Regions from separate parts of the Sus scrofa genome. Here region 2 is linked to region 1. Evidence: chromatin contacts called from public promoter capture Hi-C data. All regions are on one chromosome and are shown on one strand. The core of a region is the stretch at or near the end of the contact, and the rest is flanking DNA. Distances in the headings are between cores, read along the strand shown. Region 1 overlaps LOC110260339 (a long non-coding RNA gene). Region 2 overlaps LOC110260338 (a long non-coding RNA gene).

Region 1 (5,678 bases), core at 1,998-4,497:
TGGAGGAGATCCGAGGTGTTATTGGAGGCCAGTGTGGTAGGCCGTCGTGGCGGAGTGCCTGGGAAGGGGCAGGACACCAGCACCCAGACTAAGGGGACAAGCCAGGCTGCGGGAAAGCTGGGCCCCCGCCACCCAGCCCCCAGGACACAGTATGCAGGTGCCCCCATCACCCCGGGCCCCGCCCAGGCTTGGCGGATGGCGTGGATTTCCTGCCGGGCAATGGCAGTCTCCTCTGAGACACCCCCCGACCCCCAGGGAAGTTGGGGAAAGGTCTAGAACTGTGGTGCAAAGGTGCATCTTGGCTAAAGAGCCAGAGAGAACAACCACCTGTCTGAGTTTTCTGTGTTTCTCTACTTAAAGGAAATTGAAAATTAACCAGTACGTGTTTATGAGCAGCAGCTCCGTGTTTTTTGTTTCTGAGCGGCTCAGGGCTGCCCCCGAGGCGGTTGTCCATGCCCTTGAGGAGTTGAGCATCACTGCGAGTTGACACATGCATGTGCAAAGTTTGAAGAGCTGCACTATTTCTAGGTGAGGGCTGAGCACAGGCTGAGCGGGTTAGAGGGCAAGAGAGAAAGGGGGAGAAGCCTCTTGGAACTGCCTGCTCGGGAAATCTTTGGGGGAAAGTGGACTCTGCAGGGGTCTTAAACAGATGGAGAGAAAGCAGTCAGAACAAAGCTGTGTTTGGAAGGCGGTGGAGAGACTCAGCTTTCAGAAGCATCCAGTCCGTGGCTGCTTCGACTCGTCTCAGAGGAAATGTTGACAAAAATAACCAATAATCAGTAAGCATAGAAGAGGAGTTCCCATCATGGCGCAGTGGTTAACGGATCCGACTAGGAACCATGAGGTTGCAGGTTCGATCCCTGGCCTCGCTCAGTGGGTTAAGGATCCAGTGTTGCCGTGAGCTGTGGTGTAGGTTACGGATGTGGCTGATCCCTTGTTGCTGTGGCTGTGGCGTTGGCCCGCACCTGTAGCTCTGATTTGACCCCTAGCCTGGGAGTGTCCATATGCCACAGGTGTAGCCCCCCCCCCTCCAAAAAAAAATTCTTTACATCTGGTCACCGTGTCCTTGTATGTTTGAGAGGCCACAAAAAATTCACGTTAAATCACATACAAGCCCGAATGGCTTCCCCACACCTCAAGAGGAACATTTATTTTATCAGAAGGCTGGGCACCTGCAGGGAAGGACCCCCTTTTCTGGCATTGGCAGTACCCTTCAATGTCAACCGAGACCCAGGTTTGACTCTTGGGTCTGCCATTTAGGGGCTGGCGGGGCCTGGCCAAACGCCTCAACATCTGTGCGCCTACATTTCCTCATCTGTAAAAGGGGAGCAGTGGTGCTGCTTATCCCAAAGTGTGTTGGGGGGATGGAGCCGAATGTGACAACAGGTCAAGCATCCAGCACGTAGCAGGGCTCTAGGAAGGCAGGTCCCTTGCTTTCCTGGCCCACTGAGAACGCGCCGCATTTGAGACTGGAGGAGGCAAACATTCCAGAAGTCCTCTAAATGCCCTTGCAGGGGTAAATACACAGATTGATCAGCGGGGAAAAATACATTCTCTCCCAGCCTGTGGGGTGAGTGGACCATGCACGCTCGTCTCCGGATGTTTGACTTCCTGAAGCTTCCTCGAACAATGCCATCCCTGTCTCGGCCCTGCTGGCGAGCAGTCCCATGAGAGCCAGGTCCTTGTCACATGTCCTTTTCCTGGAGTGAGTCACTCGAGAATTGGGCTGTAGTCATAACCTTCACCAGCTCAGGGAGGTGAAAGCGGGTCGGAATGAAGGCAAGCACAGTCCCTTCCGTCGTGTTTTGGCCCAGGCCTCAACTGGGCGACTCAGAAAAGTAGGGTCACACCATGAATGAGATAAACTGAGCGGGCCCCCTTGGAGTCCACAAACAAAAGGCCTTTCAACAGCCTGTGGCCCCAAGTCTTATCTACTGCAAGAAAATCTAGCCAGTCACCATCTGGCGTGAGAATGGGTGACCCTAACGAGACTTCTCAGCCCCAACAGAAATTGGAAAAGCCATTAAAATTCTTTTTCTTTTCAAACTGGAGTAGAGTGGCTTGACAACGTTGTGTGAGTTTCTGGTGTACAGCACTGCGATTCAGTTATACACATGCGTTCTTTTCCATGTGCTTTTCCCACTATGGGTTATTAACTGGATACTGAAAGTTGTTCACTGTGCAGTACGGTAGGTCTTTATTGGTTATTTATTTTACATATAGTAGTTTTTAAGGATAAGCCATTTTTATTTTTTCCCAAGGAAAAAGTATGACAGTGGACAGAGGAGGGGAAAATCTAAATAATGGATAGAAAGATGTATAGAATTAAATTTTTTTTTTTTTTTGCATTTTAGGGCCATACCTGCAGTATATGGAGGTTCCCAGGCTAGGGGTCGAATGGGAGCTACACCTGCTGGCCTGCACCACAGCCACAGCCACAGCCACGCAGGATCTGAGCCACATCTGCAACCTATACCACAGCTCCTGGCAACGCTGGATCCTTAACCCACTGAGTGAGGCCAGGGATTGAACCCTCAACCTCCTGGTTCCTAGTCGGATGAGTTTCCCTTGTGCTACAATGGGAACTCCTAGAATTTAAACTTTGGAAATTGACAGCATGTTTTTCTTCTTTGGTTGCAGAAGCATACAATAATTTTATGATGGCCAGGATAAAAATAAACACACAGCTCTCCATGCAGCCGCTATGACCTTATATTTTCCAAAACTTGATGTAGCCTTGGGAATTGATGGTCTTTATCTGGACAGCTTCTGTGGTAGAGCAGAAAAATAACGGGCAGGGAACTGGGCCAGCCTAAGTGCCACGACACCCTGGTCATGAGACCCTGGGCAAAAGCCTCCTTGCTGCTCTGGGGCTGAGGTTCCTCAACTGAAAGAGGAAAGGTTTATCTAGGTAATTTAGTTTCCTTTTAACCCCGCCCCCCAAGCTTTGATTTTCATGCCTCCTCACATTTTGATCCTTAAAACAAACAAAAAAGGGAGGCCAGCCATCCTTACCAGCCCCACTCCATTCCCTCACACAGACCCTTTTGTGGAAGGGGGACCCACATTTGTCAACTCAGATGGAGCCCAATTCAGATGGGCCATTGCGTGAGCTCTTCGAATTCATGCCCAGTCCCCAGGTGCACCTCTTCCTTGGAGCCGTAGCCCGCTCTGCAGCTCAGTCCTGCCCTTTGAACTTAGATTTGAATCCTGCCCTTTCTGAACTTACACACTAGCTAGAAATCCATTTACAGATCTTCCGCCCTTTGGCCAGTGTCCACTGTTTGCGTCTTTAATGCTTTTCCATTCAGGTGCTCCCTTATCACCTTGTGTCTCTGTTCCAGGGGACACCGTGCCCTATAACTGTAGGGAACAAGTACAGATGAATAGCCAAAAGTCAGGCTGATGTCAACATTTAGCTGCTAGGGCGTTCCCATTGTGCTTCAGCAGGTTAAGAATCCAACATAGAGTCCATGAGGATGCGGGTTTAATCCCTGGCCTCCCTCAGTGGGTTAAGGATATGGCATTCCTGCAAGCTGTGGCGTAGGTCACAAATGCGGCTTGGATCGGGCATGGCTGTGGCTGTTTCGTAGGCTGGTAGCCTGGAGACTTCCATATGCCATGGGTGTGGCCCTAAAAAAGGTTGGGGGGGAGGTCAAAATTTAGCTCTTGGGGAGGATGGAGGGACCAATCCCCACCCCCTAACTCTGTGGAGGACACCTAGAGGTGAAACTGGTTTTAGTAGGGTGATGGCAGGGTCAGTCGTGAGTTGTGATTCTAATCAATAACTGATAACGTTGCACATGCATTGAGCACCGTGTGCCTGGCCATGTGCTAAGCGTTTAACCACGTCATCTCACAACTACCATTTGAGGTAGAAGCTAATATTACCCCCACTTGAGAGAGAGAAACTGGGAGTTAGAGGTGAAGCCATTTGCTTACTGTCCTATAGTTAGCAAGCAGAAGAGCTGTCACTTGAATCCAGGTGTTTCTGATGCCAGGGCCATCAGCTATTAAATAGTTGTTCTTAGTTTAAAAAAAAGTGTTCCCTACAAGCTCCCTCCTTTCAGAATATACCTCTTCTCTCTGACACTGATTCCATCCTTGGTGATTTATCTGAGAAAACCTGATGCTGATGCTTTCTCTCTCCCAGGTGACAATATTTGAAATGTGGTGGGAGCTTTGCAGGGACATGCTGACAAATCCACTGGGGCGGGTAGGATGGGGAGAGCTCTAATGTGTAGCATTTGCCAATTTCCATGGTGTAAATGCTCCCAGCGTGATCAATTTCAAGCTGTTATGGCAGCATGTAAAATTCCTGAATATTTAATCATTGACTTCTGTGCAGCTCTTTCCAGCACACCCCTGGGGCCCAGAGGATTGTATTGTAGCTAAAAGAGTGCTCATGTTAGCTGGGAATTCTCGGCATCCAGGGCCCGACTGAGAGAGGGCAGCCCCTGGGGGTGGGGGCTTCCAGTGCTCTTTGAGGGGGTCCTCGGATGCTTCTCCCTAGAGGTCTGGCCCTGGGTGCTCTGGGAGACCTTGCTGTGCCCTGTGCTCAGCAACCCCTGGGCTCATATATTACCAACTCTCTGAGGCTTTAGTTCACCACCTCAAAATAGCCTCTGTGGCCAGCAGGTGGCAGCACACACTTGTTCAACCCTCAGCGCCCAAACAAAACGAGGAGCCTTTGTTCTGAGCCAGAGGCGGTGTCACCAAGAGAAAGGCCCACAAGGGCAAACTGATCGCCTGTCCTTAGCTGACCTTGGCCTACGGAGTCAGTGGACAGCCTCCTGCAGCTTGATATAGTGAGAGCAACCTTAGCAAACGACAGAGAGAGCCCAGTCTCAGCACCACTGCCTGTCCATCCTGATGGCTTAGGCTTGGCCTGGGGTGGCATCATGGAAACAGACACCTGCCGGGGAGTTCCTATCCTGGCTCAGTGGAAATGAAGCTGACTAGTATCCTTGAGGACACAGGTTCGATCCTGTCCTCACTCAGTGGGTTAAGGATCTGGTGTTGCCGTGAGCTGTGGTGTAGGCCAGCAGCTACAGCTCTGATTTGACCCCTAACCTAGGAACCTCCATATGCTGTGGGTGGGGCCCTAAAAAGAGACAAATAAAAGAAAGAAACAGGCACTGGGGTCTTTTCAGAAAGGGGGCTGAGTGCTGAGAAGGTGTTTCTGGTTCTAAGAGGGACCTACTCCTAGGTGCCACTGGCCACGAGCCACGCTGTGCTGTGACTTAGCCACTTGACTTTACTGGATGGTCAGCTCCTACTAGGGTGACCAGCTGTCCCAGTTTGCCTGGGCCTGTCCTGGGTTTAGTACTGAAAGTCTTGTGTCCTGGGAAACCCCCAGTCCCCCAAATAGGACTGTGGGCCGCTTTAGCTCCCAGGCCCAGTCCTTGCAGGATGCCTACCTAGCACACAGTGGGTGCTTCCTATTGTGGTTGCTGCTGCACAATGGTCCCGAAGGAGCAGGGCAGTCAAGTGGGATCCCGAGGACTGACCAAATCCAACAGACAGAATTTGATTTAATTTCATTTTTAAAACCTGCCCCTGGAGTTCCCATTGTGGCACGGTGGAAACGAATCTGACTAGGAACCATGAGGTTGCAGGTTCGGTCCCTGGCCTTGCTCAGCGGGTTAAGGATCCCACGTTGCTGTGGCTGTGGTGTA
Region 2 (6,127 bases), core at 1,527-4,026, 97 kb after region 1:
GTGAAATGTTACAAACAAGTGTGATAATGAGTATTCGTTCATTCATTCAGTCATTGCGGAAGCTCTGACTATGCCAGATGTCAGGGAGGGTATGGCCTGGACCTTGTACTCAGGAACTCTAGTTCCCTGGGAAGGAGCCAAGCCAAGAAGCAGAGGCCTGGGGGGGGGGGGGCACTGAACCTTTCCCAAGGAGCAAGGCCTGAATGGTACCTGGAAAGGAGAGTTGATTCACCAAGAGAATACAGGTTGGGCCACGGTTGGGTTGGAAGAGGGATGCCAAGGGGACTGACTTGTAGGATGGCAGGGGAAGCAGTGTGGAACATGTTACAACAGCCTAGGGGTTTGAAGGGCTGGGCAGAGAAGGGTTTGTGTGCCAAGGTCAAGGGTGAAGACATGAATGGTGAGAGGCAGCCAAGTGGAGCTTGGAGGAAGGGGTAGAGCTTTGGTGTGCAGGTTTTGACACACGTCAGAATCACCTGTAAGGTGTATCCAAACAGATGGCTGGTTCTCCCTTCCCTCCCCAGAGTTTCTGATTCAGCAGGTCTGAATCAGAATGCATGTTTTTTTTGTTTGTTTGTTTTTTGTTTTTTTTTTTTTGTTGTTGTTGTCTTTTTGCTATTTCTTGGGCTGCTCCTGCGGCATATGGAGGTTCCCAGGCTAGGGGTTGAATCGGAGCTGTAGCCCCCTGGCCTACGCCAGAGCCTCAGCAACGTGGGATCCGAGCCGCGTCTGCGACCTACACCACAGCTCACGGCAATGCCGGATCCTTAACCCACTGAGCAAGGGCAGGGACCGAACCCGCAACCTCATGGTTCCTAGTCGGATTCGTTAACCACTGCGCCACGACGGGAACTCCCAGAATGCATGTTTTTATCAAGTTTCCAGGTGATGCCGGTCTAGAGGTGACGCTCTGAGGGCCACTGCTTGAGAGGAAGGTGGAGGAGAAGGAGAGCGCCCAGGAGGCTGTTGCAGATGGCCCGAAGGGAAGGGCAGTGGTGGCAGAGGAAAAGGTGTATATAGCACCAGCTGTGGTGCTGATCCCTTCGTGTGAGCTCACATAATCCTTTTAACAACTCTGAAACCCCACCTTTATTCTAGAGTAAGTGAAGCACAAAGAGACTAAATTCTGGGGCGTTCCCGTCGTGGCTCAGTGGTTAACAAATCCAACTAGGAACTGTGAGGTTGTGGGTTCAATCCCTGGCCTCGCTCAGTGGGTTAAGGATCCGGTGTTACCGTGAGCTTGTGGTGTAGATCACAGATGCGGCTCGGGTCCTGTGTTGCTGTGGCTCTGGTGTAGGCCAGCAATTATAGCACCAATTAGACCCCTAGCCTGGGAACCTCCATATGCTGCAGGAGGGGCCCTAGAAAAGGCAAAAAGACAAAAACAAAAACACAAAACTAAATTCTGTGCCCATGGCCAGTCGGTGACAGGGCCACTGTGTCCAGGCTTTTATGACACAAAGCCCGTGTTCTCAGCCACACACTGGAACCAGCAGATGTTGGGGATTTGGTGATGGGTGGGGTAATGAGGCAGCAGCAAAGTCAGAGCGAGGTGCCTCGGTGACTTCCAGGGTTCTGAAGTGGGAAGCAGGGTGACAGATGTCATCGCCTACAGCAGGTCGCTTTTGAGGGAGCTCAAACTCAGGTTTGTCACTGGGGCTGAGACTACAGTGTGCTGTGCTCTTTCTGAACAAATACAGATGTCAAGGCGACAACCGGATTTACAGGACTGGGGCTCAGGAGGGGGGACCAGCCTGGAGAGTTGCAACGCATCACGTAGGTGGTTGATTGTGAGACCCCAGGCTGAATATGAGTCAGGAGAGGGGTGGGGACCTCTCCGAGGAAACTAGCAGCCCAGGGGCAGGTGAAGATGAGGTACAGGGTAAGGAATGGGCAGAGGTGACAATGGAAAGGTAAGATGGCTGTGATCAGGAAGCGTGTGATGGAATCACAGGTGCTGGAGAGGCCGGGGGAGGACTTGGGGGGTGTCCAGTGGATGAACAAACAGTGGTGACCGCCACCAGGACAGTTGAGGTGGACCAGTGCTAATGGGAGCCAGCAGGAGGTGGTGCAGGGATGACAGGCGGTGAGCGAGCAGAGGCAAGAAGATGGTTCCTGCTCTTAAGAGCCTGTCCCTGAAAGGAAGGCGATGGCTAAAGACACCAGCAACCAGTAAGGACACTGAAAGGCAAGAGCTGAGATAATGAGGTGGCCCAGGGCACATGCGGTCAGGGCTCAAGAGGTGCCTGGGCTGGGTCCGGAGGGCTCAGGTGGTGATGTGTTGGGGCAGACGGGGGCTGGGGTCAGTCTATAGGAGCTGTTTCCCTTCTGGAGCAAGTTTTAGCCCCCACTGACAGGCTGACGTCAGAGTTTGAGTCTCAAAGGGTGAAAGGAGGCCCAGAAACTTGCTGCCTGGAGGAAGCTTGGAAAGATCTGGCCCTTCAGGCTTGGCTTGGGGCCAGGTTTCCTGTCCCTTATCTGAGGCCTGTAGATCAAACGTTTGGCTGGGAAAGTTTTTATTCAAAGGACTGTGGAACAGAAAAAGGCAGAGATAGTCTGGCGGAAAGAGGGCGGGGTTCTGGCCTGTCCTCGTCCTGCTCTACCCTACCCCCCATCCACCCCAAGTCCAGGGTGGCTGAGGAGCGCTGGCCAGGAAGCTGGCCGGGGTCACCTCACGTCTACACTCCCAGGCTGCTTCACATGCCTTGAAGACAGGGAATACCCATGACCTTCATTAGTGCGTTCACTGGGCAGCGGTCCAGGGGAGCCAGAAGACAGGCGTGTGGGGAGGAGGGGAGGGGAGGGCATGCCTCCGACAAGGCCGTGCCAGTGTAAGCACACGGCACCATGGGTGCCCTGAACCGCCGTCCTCAGGGGGCCCCAGTATCCACTGTCTCCCTGCCCTCTGGGCCTGGGATCTTAGCTCTTAGCTTTATCCTGGCTCCTTATGTTGGTCTGAACAAACCACTTTCTTTAAAAATGATTTGCCTGCAGGTATAGAGGCCATTCTGGAAGAAACGTCCCGAGAAAGAGCTGGCGGATTGGACTAAGAAGGCAGAGACCACCCTGCCCTCCCAGTTCCCCTAGAGGGATAGGCTGGGGCAATGCCCGGTGAGTGTCTGGGAATCACCTGTTCCCTTCCTGTCTACACAACTTACCAGTGAGCAGCACAGAAGGGTGAACAATGCACTAAGCTTTTCAGAGAAGTAAAACCAACTTGAACCCAGTCTCTGATCACCTGGCAGATCATGATGATTGGAGCTAGAAATAAGGACCCCCCCCCCTACTTATTATGTCTGCACGAAGCCTGGATGGTCTTGATGTATGGGTAAGCAGCACTCAGGCCAGCGCTGAGGGGCCGTTTACTCCATCCACCTCTTTGGAAGCAGGAAGGCGGTGTTCTTTGACTTGACTCTGATGTAAACAGATCTCGTTCACTTGTTTTTTTCTTAAGTATCTTCTAGCACAGAACCACTTTCTAAAAGAGAGCTAGCTGATGCCAAATTAGAACAAGTTTTGTGGAGAGAAGCACGCTGGGATGTGCACACAGATCCCACTATGTCCACAGGCTTCCGTTTCTCAGACAAGCTTGGTCTAGAGATGCTTGAGGATGGTGGTGGTGTTGATTTGAGGGCACAGGTGGGGCTGGGACGAGGATGGGAAGAGGAGGGCCGCCTCTGACGGCTTGAAAATCCCTGACAGGTACGTCCGTGATGGGGGCATTTCAGCCACAGGACCCGCAGCAGCCCACGGGAGAATGGAGCAGGTAAGCTCGGCTCCTCAGACTTCCAAGGGCATGGGCAGAAAGTGTCTACATATTTTGTGGTTTTTCCAACCCGAGTGTGCGTCAGAGTCACCTCGAGACTTAGTCCACAGGCGGCTGGTTAGCCTCTGCGTGGGTGCCCAGGGGCTGGCAGTGCTAACAAGTTCCCCGGTGACGTGGCGAGCCCAGGGCGCATGCGCTGGGACCCTCCCTGCTCCTGACCCAGCCCACCCAGACGTCTGGACCCCAGGCGTGAGGAGGGCACCAGACGAATTCCATTATAATAGCCATCTTTATTTGTAAAAATCCAGATATAAAATGTATTCTTTCAGTCTTTCCGAGTTTTCCTTTTTACAAAAACAAAAAGGCACATAAAAACCTTCCCCGCGGTCGTTCCCACAGACGGATGTTTCTCAGGCAGCCCTCCCCCCTCCCCCCCATATAGCTACATGCTTCATTCCGGGACATCTCGCTTCCCCACATGCTTCGGTGCTTTCCTACCAGGGTAGAATTCCGAATTCCGAGACTGAAGTACACAAAGGGGGGGTGGGGGCGGGGGCGGAGTATGTGGCGTGATGCTCCACGGCGTGCAGGAGGGGGTCTAGTAGTAGGTTTCCTTCTCCACCCAGCCTGTGGGCAGCGGAGAGAGAGAGAGAGAGAGAAGCTACGGTCAGCCTCCCTCGTCTGCAGGGGGCAGCGCGAGAGGAAACTGGACGTCAGGGGAACAAAGACAGTGGGGAGTGAGGTGGGGGGTGCTTAATTCAAATTCAATACGGGGCCCTCGATCGTATTTATTTGTTTTTAAGAGTACACGTGTTAACTGGAGAAATGGTGTGGATTTCTGACCAAGTTTCCACTGCCTCCTATTGGGTTTGCCTTTGCTCAGCTCTGAAACCGCAGCCGAGATCGCCAGCCTGAGGATGCGCTGGGACTGGGCTCCGCTCACAGCTGGTTTCCGAGGGCCTTAGTCAAGCAGACCGGCTGCTGAGGGGTCCAGACTCGTCCAAGCAGAAGCTAGTCCACCCACAGCCCTCCCTCCACCCCCACCTAAAAAGGCCTGTACTCACCGCCAGGGCGTCGCCTGATGATGAGCTTCCTGACTTCGTCATAGACGAAGATGAGGAGCGAGTAGGGGAAGGCACAGAACCACCAGGTAGGTCTGGGGAGAAAAGCAGGAGCCGAGTTATACGTGCACACAGGTTCAGGGGATGGGAGAGAGACTGCACATCAGCAACGAACTGCTCAGCCTGGAAGGAGATGCCAATGACAGTGACGGCGAAGTACTGAGTGGACGGCCCATTTTCAGTGAGTTTCCAGGACAACTGGTTTGTAGGTAAGCTTAGATTTTTAAACAATTTTTTTTTTTCTTTTGACAGTCCTAGAGCAACTGGCCACTTTTCTTCTTCCTTTTCTAAAGTATTTAAGAAGCTCACATCATCTGTCTGTTGTCCCGGCATTTGAAGATAAAGAACTGCCAGGGTGGGTCACCACCAGTTCAATCACCCCTTGAATTTGGGACAGTCAGGTGTGCATTGGGCCTCAGAGCTGGGGAATGAAGAAGCTGAGCCCTAGCAGAGATCCGAGGCCCCTGGGGCCCCGGGGTGGCTGCCTGTCCCTGGCCTGGAGACAGGTGCCTGGGGCAGCTTCCCACCGAGGCTGCTTTGCCGACTACCAGCCCCCCACAGCCGCCACGCGAGGAAGGCTGGTCCAGGGCAGAGATCTGGCATCTCCTCCTGTCCTGTCCTGTGTGTCCTGCACAACTGTTAGACAATGACCTCTTGTGACTTGGGCACCAGAGTAACTCAGGCACCCTCCACACTGGCTAGACCCTCTTGGGACCAGGTTCTCTGGTCACAGCAAGAGATGTCCTGCGGCCCCAGACTGTTGCGAGATTTTCCGACTTTTTTTTTTTTTTTTTTTAAGAGAGCTCTGATCCTCCTGGCTGCCTCTTAATGGCCCGAGGTGACAGAATTCAGCTTGGACAAGGCTCGCCCCTGTTCGGTGCCAGCTCTGCGGGGGGCGGGAATACAATGTCAGAAAGGACACGGCGTCCATGCTTCGTGATCATAATCTATGCTGTGGTCATGCCTTGCGATTATAATCTGTGGGGGGCAGAGGTGACAACAGTGCCAAAGAAGGGGTGCCGCTGCACACGGGGACAAGCCCCGTGGAAGCCAATCTTGGAAGACTTATTGGGCCAGATGGGGTGGCAGGGAACAGCCACCCCAAATATGCAGGCAGGGGAGTACTGAGGTCTCTAACGTAAGCCCGGATGGGTAGAAGGCTGGGAAGACAGGCTGGCACAGGGACGAGGCCCTGGATGCCAGGCTACTCTTGTACCACAGACAGGAGGTCGAGGAAACC

The links. Promoter capture Hi-C pulls out the DNA fragments that hold promoters and counts their contacts.
Region 2: a promoter capture Hi-C map of liver shows a contact between it and region 1, with 5 times the contacts expected there. A contact is called at or near these places in 2 of 5 promoter capture datasets (fetal liver and liver), 8 of 47 Hi-C or Micro-C datasets (brain, embryonic fibroblasts, epiblast stem cells and 4 more) and 1 of 2 datasets of targeted methods (alveolar macrophages).

What each region holds. Positions count from the first base shown.
Region 1 is chr4:104,251,929-104,257,606 of Sscrofa11.1, forward strand. The region is part of intron 1 of LOC110260339 (a long non-coding RNA gene); the gene reads right to left. Among named protein-coding and RNA genes, the nearest start is that of CD58, 84 kb to the left of the region's middle.
Region 2 is chr4:104,349,470-104,355,596 of Sscrofa11.1, forward strand. LOC110260338 (a long non-coding RNA gene) reads left to right here. Exons shown (of 5, transcript XR_002343472.1): 4 at 2,995-3,111; 5 at 3,703-4,314. ATP1A1 (ATPase Na+/K+ transporting subunit alpha 1) reads right to left here. Exons shown (of 23, transcript NM_214249.1): 22 at 4,831-4,922; 23 at 4,040-4,393. The coding sequence ends at 4,365. Among named protein-coding and RNA genes, the nearest start is that of ATP1A1, 32 kb to the right of the region's middle.